Linked DNA regions of Drosophila melanogaster: region 2 is linked to region 1. The links are chromatin contacts, called in public Hi-C maps. All regions are on one chromosome and are shown on one strand. The core of a region is the stretch at or near the end of the contact, and the rest is flanking DNA. Distances in the headings are between cores, read along the strand shown. Region 1 holds the start of homer (homer,). Region 2 holds the start of mtsh (mitoshell).

Region 1 (4,419 bases), core at 739-3,238:
CTCCATATCTCGTTTGAGGCGAATATTCTCCTCCTTGTAAGTGTGCAGCTGGCGCTTCCATTCGTCTACATTGGCAGTTGATTCCTTTGGGAGAAAAAGGCCAAAAACGATCAGTTTCAATAAATGTGAGCTTATCTTATTGCTTACCTGAAGAGCACTAGTCAGCCGTATATTGTTGTTCTTCAAGGTAGCCAGCTCGATTTCCCATTTCTTGGCATTGGCGCAGCTGAAAAGAAGGCATTATTGCCTTGAGCCAATGACGGTCAACGCTTTGCTTACCTTTGTGCCAGTGCCATTTTCAGACGCTCGTTCTCGTACTTAAGCTGCTGCTCGGCGGTGGCGCCGGCTCCAGGACCCGTGTGCATGCCCACAATGCTTCCGCCAGACGAGATGGTCACTCCACCGCCACCAGTTACCCCTGAAGTGGGCTGCGGCGAGGGCGTGGCCGATCCGATGTCCGCCTTGACATCGCTGGTATTTAGAAGCTTGTGGGAAGGACTGTCCGGATTGGCGTTCTGGGTATTCGTGTTGCTCATGTTGGGCGGCTCCACAGTGTGCGGATCGATGGCTGTGTTGTCGTTCTGCATGGAGCCCACAGCTCTCCCGGAAATGGGCGACGTGTTCGCCGAGGTGGTGGGCGTGACGGCATTCGATCCGTTGGCCGATTTCATGGCATTCTTGGTGGCCTCCTTGACCTCCTGGAACTTCTCTACGAACTGTTGAGCGATATGATTAGTATATAAATATGTGAGACATATGCTAACCACTCACCTTGGTCAATTCCGCCTCTGAGGCAAATCCCAAGCCGTACACCGTGTTTGCCCGCACATCGCTCCACTGGCCGAACTTCTGGGAGGTCTGGGTGAAGGTCATGTTGGGTGTGATCGTCGAGTTTATCACCGCCTTGGTGCCCTCGACACTGATGATGCGGTACAGATTTCGCGAGCTGTCGTAGAAGAAGCTAACGTTGACCGCCTTCATGCTGGCCGTGATCCAGGTGCGCTTCGTCTTCGGATCGATGTGGAAGACGTGCGCCTGGCAGGTGAAAATCGGTTGTTCGCTAAGGGTCATAAAGGGATTAAAGCGACAAGCGTGTGATTAATTAAAAATTCCATTTAGAGCAGGCAATAAATTGTGCTTCTGTGCTCGTGTGAGTAAACTATGGCAAAGCATTCTTTTACTGTGGTTTATTAGTCAACAGGCACTGTGTAATGCATTTATAATTAGTAGTCCTTAAGTCCCAGGATAATCCTCGTGGTCCTTATTTGATAAAGTAGGTCGATATATGTTTGTTTTTTGCGATCTGGCCTGATGCAATGACAGTTTGTTGCGGGGCGCAGGGCCCCCATCAAATCAATTCCGTATCCGTGGTAGCCTCCAGTGCCTTTATTTGTACACATATACATATATATATCTTATCTATTACCTATCCGCCGACATCGTTCGCTGAGCTCTATAACTTGTGTCTTCCCGTTATCGCTGGCGACTGTCGACCGCCGACTAAATTGCATTATGTGCTAAGCCTTTTCCGCAGCCTTGCTTGTGATTTTTGATTCTCGGGCGGAAAACACGCACGCACACACCTGCACAGTCACACACACCTGCACACCCACACACATGTAATTGGCCTGCCCACGCGTGTGCGTGTGTAGGTGTATGTTTGTGTACATATATATGTATGTATTTACGCCGCCCGCTACACACAGAACGGCAGCAACAACAACAACATCATAGGGGGGAGATGTCAGCTAGTTCGGCGTCGATTTTTCCCACAGTAAAAACGGCAGGTTTAGGCCGGTTTGGCCGCGCCCATCGGTCTTACCCCATTGTATTCGTTCTTTGGCGCTGACTGAGTGCTTCCGCAGCAGTTTATACCAATGCTAGTCGGTTTTACTTATGAATTTCACGGTTAAAAAAAATAAAACACAAATGTCTAGAGCTGGAACCAAAATCGATGTTTGTATGGTGCTATCGATGTTTTTACTGGCTCAACACCATCGATGATTTATTTATTAGCTTCCAAGCATCGATAACACATGAGCTCGTATAAGAGCAATGATTCTTATCGAATAATTTAATCGCTGTAAAGCGAATTGCAAATTAATTAAGATAAATAAATACTAAATATGTTTGTCTGTAAGGCACCATAACAATGTAATTTTTTCAAAAACATGTGTAGCTGTTGAAGCATTGCATTTAAATGACGGAAGTTACAAAATAATTTCAGATAAAAGTGATAAGTTTTTTTGACTGTCTAGTTGTGCGCCTACATGTAGTTTGAATATTTGTTAGATATGGTTTTCTTTGTGCGGTGTGGCAGCATTAGTTTTAGTACACATTTTTCTAATACTTGACGATAGGTCAAATGGCAACTCCTGATCGGCAATAATATTTGCATATAATTTAGCTTTGAACATAAATAGACTGCCACAAAAACTTTAAAACAACACATTTTACTTCTATATTTTTTGGACGAAATAGAACCACTGAAAAAATTCATGAAATGTAGTACATTTTGTAGTGAAGAACCAGGGTTGGTTTACGGATTTTAGCCGTTTTGCCATCTGGTAACACTGACCAGTTTCTCATCGTTAAAAAATCCATTTGGAATTCGGTTTATTTAATTAAAAGCAGCCGGGACACCTATGCGAAGGGCAAAAAGCGGCCAGAGTTGTTGTTGCTGCTGCTGCCCAGCCGCCGTGCGATCGATCGGGGTACGTGTTCCGGCGTAACGAGGAGTACGAGGCGATTTTCTCGCAGCCTCTTTTTTTTCACACGAACGCCGTCCCACTAAACCGAAATTTCAGGTGAAAAACTCATTGGAACGCATTTAAAAGCGGCGTAAGCTCGCACCTGCTGCTCGTTTAACCCTGTTTCGGGTATATGTGATTGCAAAATGCGACAGCGACACACCTAGGCACACAAAATATGCCAGTTATGCGAAAGAGAAAAAGTACTGTGCCTGTGTGCGTGCGCGTGTGAGTGTGTATGCCGTGCGTGTGCCCCCGCCTGCGACAGTGTGCGTATGTGTTGGTGTAGAAAACTTGTTATCAATGCGGCGCCTATGATAAGTCTCATTAGACATGTTTCTCCCACTATGCTGGGTATTTCAATTGGAATGGCTAGCGAACGTGTGTGTGTGTAGTAAAATATCCGGACTCCATAGAATGGACATTTTGTATGAATTAATTGAATTTACTTTATAAATTCAATTAACATAAAGAATTTGATTTTATGCAGAAGAAGCTACAGCATTAAGTATCTCCCATATGCGGAATCACAGACAAAAATTCAATCACGCCAATTCATTTATGATCAAGGATCAAATTCAAGAAACTTTAGAAAAACGCGTCTAGTTTTTGTGCTTCGGTAACAGCGATAGTGGTACAATCTCCGCACAAAATGTACCTACAGCCAAAATCCTGTAACCTTTATTCCCCTCTCTGTCTCGCACAGTCTGGCGGCCCCAACTAAATAATGTGGAACATGATGTGCGACGTAATGCCCACGATATCCGAGGATAGCATCTCGCAGCGCTCCTCGCAGTTTAGCGGGGAGGATGCCAACTTTGAGCAGCTGATGGTCTCCATGCTGGACGAGCGGGACAAGCTGATGGACAGCCTGAGGGAGGCGCAGGAGCGGCTTAACGAGACGGAGAACAAGCTGCGTGACGTCGAGAAGGAGCGGGACAGCCTGCAGCGACAGATTAACGCTAATCTGCCGCAAGTAAGTGGCCTCTGCATGCTGATACCGCAGTTTACCTAAAATCTTTTCCTGATCTTTCTAGGAGTTTGCCACCCTGACCAAGGAGCTGACGCAAGCGCGGGAGACCCTTTTGGAACGTGACGAGGAGATTGGGGAGCTCAAGGCGGAGAGGAATAATACCAGGGTAAGTGATTTTCGAAAATTTAGATCCTTGGTATTTCAATTACTGAGACAATTGAGTAATGGTTAGATCAGGTAGATCATGACAAGATTTGCTAGACTAATTTATTAATTTAGGTATTATAGCCATTGCTAAATTACATATCCCATTGTTATTCAAACAAGAAACAGTTGTAGGTACTTGCTTTTGCGAATTAGTCACATATACCGGGAACAATACAAAAGTTTACTCTGTCCGTCTTCATTTTTATTTCGAACATGGCTTGTCTATTTGTTTACTTATCAGTGACTATACAAACATTGTTACAGCCTTTTAAGAATTAGTTCTTTGTATTCACATCCGTCTTAAACCATAAAAAGTGAAGTAAACTGTATTTATAAGTCCTTTCCGCTTCATTGAATATCAAGAAAATCAGTTTTAATTAAATTTCTACGGTAATTTTACTTTTAAAGAGACAATTTAAACGTCGGTTACTGCGTGAAATAATATATTTTTAATGATCTAACTTGACTATTTCAGCTTCTCCTCGAACA
Region 2 (4,536 bases), core at 1,855-4,354, 1.6 Mb after region 1:
TTATGAAATTTGATGAGATCTAGCATCACTTCGCAATTTTTATTTAATTGTACAAATTCAAACTTGATTGACATACTATTTTTGTAGTGAATTTAACAAAGCAGTTGAATCCGTTCAATGTGTACAAAAAACAAAACGTTATGTTATAAATACTACATTATAAAATATAAGACCTGTATTAATTACATGCTGAATAAATGTTGCGACCAAAGAACGGGAGTTATGGTATTAATGAATCTGATTTAATGTCAATTAACATTAAAGCATGGATTTGTCAAAATTTGCCTCAATTCACTGATTTCGAAAATTAATGAATCTACTCAACCCACGCGTGTAAATGCTAAATAAGTGGCATAAATCGTTTAAATTTCAGTTGATAATCTCAACCGTCAATACTTTTTCACTTAGATTTCATAGTTGAAGAGCTTTTCGCCTGGCCTGCCCATGATGTGATCAAACTGGTTGGGATAATGTGGCGGCTTGGAAAGCATGTCGTTCACAGAGCGCTCGTAGAGATCAATGTAGTAGAGGAGGTTCTCGTCCGTGTACATCTGTGATAATCATAAAATCAAGATTAGTAATGCGCCTTGCTGTTTGTACACAAGTAGTAAATAGTTAATTGGTGATCTGGTTAATAGGTTATATATATGAGATTAGTGCCCGAATGAGACCAGTGTGATTAGTACATTAGTTCATTAAATGGCCAACTCATACTGATACCTTGGATTGGATACATTATTCCTTGACCTATAAATGCAGCAGCGAATGGCATTTGAAAATAAAAAGTTGTATAGAGTGTAGCAGATGGTTGCATGGAATCAAACCAATACCTGCAGATAACAGCGCACCGTAAAGATGATCCGGCGCAGATCATGGATAGCCTGATAAATGTGATGGTATGAGGAATTCTCGCACCGCAAAATAATGGCACGCACGTCTATAAAATCATCCTGGCAATGCTGATAGAAATTTGGATACTAAAATGGTAGCTCAATTAATGGGCAGCTGTAGGAACTTAACATAGATAACTGACATAGTTGCGAGTGAACTGCTTCTTAAAGAAGCGCTCCAAGTTTTTTAGCTCCATGACACGGTCACTGAACTCGTACAGCTGCCGGGTAACCTCTTTTCCGATCGCGCTAAATGGATTCGTGTACGACCTCACATCTCGCGGACGATCCGACTGTGGAGATGATTTCGGAGTTGGAGCGTTAGGAATCTCTTGAGATGGCAAAGCCTGTTGGTTAGCATTCCGCTCCACATAATGGTCATTTGGCTTGGCTGGCGGCATCTCCAGTTGCATCGACTCCTTTTGCAGTGGTTGATACGTTCCGGTTTTCAGATAAGTACCATTGGCATCTACATGGCGTTGGGTTTCCTCCGAATCCTCTATCATGGTGTACAGATAGTTTAGATTTAATGCACATTTCGGTTTGTAAAGTGCAGATGAAGTGGGTTCTTGGCCTTTTGAGGCTGCATTATTACGTATTTGGTTATTAGGTGTACTAAAGGCACTGGGTCCATGTCCAGTGGTCATTCCCAGGTACTTCTGTGCCAAGCCGCTGCTATCGTTGCTATCTATAAAACTTCTTAGAGAGATGCTATTGCTTTGGTTAATGGGAGCCCCATCTTTTCCGGAAAAGCTGTTCTTCTGCTTCTGCAGCAGCTCATCCAGATTTACAAAGGATTTTACAATCATCTTTACGATGGACAGGGTTGAGATCTGCCAAGAATCAAAGGAAGCCATAAAGCCCGACGGCAGCTCATCTTTAATCTTGTTCAAAGCATCGGGAGTATTATACACGTAGCCCTTCAGTATGACCCAGGCATTCACAATGCGCGTAAAGACGAATATGAAATCCTTAACGGCCCAAGCAATGCCCTGTGAGTTTATATTTGGCAGCACGCCATCCGGACGCAGCAGATCCTGCTTCAGGCGGGCGCACAGTGTATCGATCTTCTTGAAGCACGGACGATTGCGATGGGCATTGGCCAGACGTTCGGCTATCTCACTGCCATGAAGTGAAACTCTGGTAATATCATGGAGACGCTGGTCCAGCAGCTTTACCTCCGAGTTGCGCAGCTTTTTTTGCACTCGGAAACCATCGCCTGCGCCGCTTTCCAATGAACTAATGCTCGATTCTTCAGGAACAACACTGAAACGTTTTATTTATTTGTTTTAGGTCTTAATACGAAATTACTCTATTAATACACACTATGAAAATATTTTGAGAAAGCTTTTATATTTTTCTTTAAGAGGATCTAGCCTTACCTTTCTGGTCTTGGCTTCCTAGCCTCCGAGCGCAATTCTTCAGCATCCAAATCCACCTGGGTGCCCACATCGCAACTGGTCTTAGCCGTCTGCTGGGTCTGCGTTTGAGCCGCACAGAACGTCTTTTTCGGCTGTTCATGACTGCAGCTTGCATGGTACTGTGGCAAATAGAAGCCGACGGAGGCCGAAGCACGAGTAGAATACATCTGATTATGGCCATAGGCGTTCATCGTGGCTAAAGGGAGGTAGGTGGTGGTACGCAATGAATAGTGAATAAAAACAATAGTAGTAAACAGAACGCACCTGAGCTTGCCGCATAGTACTGCATGCCCGGAAAAGGCATAAAGGTCGCTAATTGAGGACTTACAGTCGAAACTGTCGCGGTATGATGGCAGTGTCCATGGGCACTACCAGTTATAATGGGGCCTGGTATAAAAACAGCCGATGAACCGGCCATTGACCAAGAGCTCTGCGAGACGTGTTCCTGCACAAATACATCGGTGACCATGCGATTGCGATCCAAATAGGTTTGCTGGTACAAAGATTGCTGGTGCAGCGACTGCATGGTCACCGAGGGCACTTGGTAGATGGGGATGTTCATGATCCTGCCTGGCAGTTGGGTTCTAAAACTGAATAAAAAAAAACTGGCGAAAGCAAACAACAGAAATGCTCAGAATTCGTATCTCGATTTTAAGGTTATCCTATCCAAATCACACGTGTGGATTGTCGAGTCACTGCGGCAACTACACGGACTGGTGTTGGTATCCCCTGACGACGAAGATTTGGCTAAAAGTAAGAACCGTCTGCTCCCTAGGGTTTCAGAACAGAAAAGGAGTTTTTTCAAAACGTCGACCAGAGTTGCCAAGCAATCGAAAAAGCTATCGTCTTTCAATTCTAATATCGCTAGCTTTTAGTAGGACCAAAGGATTGGAGTTGAGTGACAATATTTTTACAGGGTATTCAGATAAACCATCTCATGGTTTGACACAGATTATCGGCTCTATTATTATATTTGGGCAAATCATTGTGATTGGTTGGAATTAAATGAGATAATGGGATGTAGCCCGTGTTTAAAAACTTATTAAATAAGTAAAATTTTGTTAAGCACAGTGGATATTCCACATGTTTACTTATATTACCTTATTTTGTTTGTAAGAACGGAAACGGAAACCCCTTTTTTGAATTTTGTGGCTTAACGGCGGCGATAAGTATCGTCTATCGATAACGACACAGTGTGACCACTCAACGGCATAGTGTTGTAAAGCGTCTGCTTGGGTATCAACTGATTACATTTTACGCATTTGTTGCAAAATTGAGATAATTCCACAAAAAAATGACAGAGGAAGCTGATTTTAGCGAGCAAATCACCGATGGGAAAAACAAATCAAATGTGCGCTGCCAGTTTTGCAACTGTTTGATGCTGAAAGCACAAGAGGGCACCTACAACCAGGAGGAGGTAAGTGCCGAACGGCTAAACCCTTCTGACTGGGCAAGCAATCCAATTGTTTACGTTTCTTTGCGACCAGGTGGATGTGCCACTGATGACGCAGAAGCAGGATCGAACGGCGGACAGCCTAAACAGCGAGCCACTGAAAGACTTCTGGCTGGTCAAGGACATGATGACATTCGAGAACATCGGGTTCTCCAACACGGTGGACGGCAGAAAGTTTCTGGTTTGCGCGGACTGCGAGCGAGGACCTGTGGGCTACCATGATCTGAGCACCCGCCACTGCTATCTGGCCCTCAAGAGGGTGGTGCACAAGGACACCTAGCTGCAGCGATGCCAAACACGTGTGTCCAGTCTCTTGCAATCCATTTTATCATGCCACTTATCCGCTAATCTTTAATGTATCAGTTTTTCATGCCACGGAATAGAAGCGATTTTCATTTGATTTAGTTAGGGTGAAGTAATTGAGTATTTCCTTGAACATGCACTATTTGTACACTACCATCCTCTAGTTATCAGAAGTATCTATGCTTTTAGTGAAGATTCGCTGAACGAATTCGCTGAAAATCCGTGAAATCGAAGGCCTAGTTTGTCGAGTTTAGATTTAAGCGAAATAAAACGTTTTAACGTGCCTGGTTAGCAAATGATTGTGCAAGCATTTTTAAATTAGTAATTATTTAGTTATTTGTTAAAACTTTCGTTTTAAAATCTCAGAAAACTTAGAAAACACCCTGGTCATTAAAAACATCGCTCTTTTGTATTCATATTTATTGTTTTTCACTTTAAACATTTTACAATTTTATTGCATTACAAATAT

What was found. Hi-C and Micro-C count contacts between places; a contact is called where the count stands out from the background.
Region 2: a Hi-C map of the Kc167 cell line shows a contact between it and region 1, with 5 times the contacts expected there. A contact is called at or near these places in 6 of 107 Hi-C or Micro-C datasets (the Kc167 cell line, the S2 cell line, eye imaginal disc and 2 more).

Annotation. Positions count from the first base shown.
Region 1 is chr2L:6,721,371-6,725,789 of dm6, forward strand. homer (homer,) reads right to left here and starts at 1,989. Exons shown (of 7, transcript NM_001273221.1): 1 at 1,823-1,989; 2 at 772-1,060; 3 at 280-716; 4 at 148-226; 5 at 1-84. The coding sequence starts at 1,827. It overlaps Liprin-alpha (Liprin-alpha,), which reads left to right and starts at 2,533. Exons shown (of 15, transcript NM_001273224.1): 1 at 2,533-2,714; 2 at 2,808-3,019; 3 at 3,457-3,726; 4 at 3,788-3,889; 5 at 4,406-4,419. The coding sequence starts at 3,478.
Region 2 is chr2L:8,316,804-8,321,339 of dm6, forward strand. mtsh (mitoshell) reads right to left here and starts at 3,105. Exons shown (of 6, transcript NM_164806.3): 1 at 2,576-3,105; 2 at 2,273-2,507; 3 at 1,034-2,156; 4 at 831-977; 5 at 721-747; 6 at 86-551. The coding sequence starts at 2,873. The coding sequence ends at 736. strat (stratum) reads left to right here and starts at 3,525. Exons shown (of 2, transcript NM_135365.3): 1 at 3,525-3,728; 2 at 3,799-4,482. The coding sequence starts at 3,606. The coding sequence ends at 4,044. It overlaps CG7806, which reads left to right. Exons shown (of 5, transcript NM_135363.3): 5 at 1-208. CG7781 reads right to left here. Exons shown (of 4, transcript NM_001298816.1): 4 at 4,477-4,536.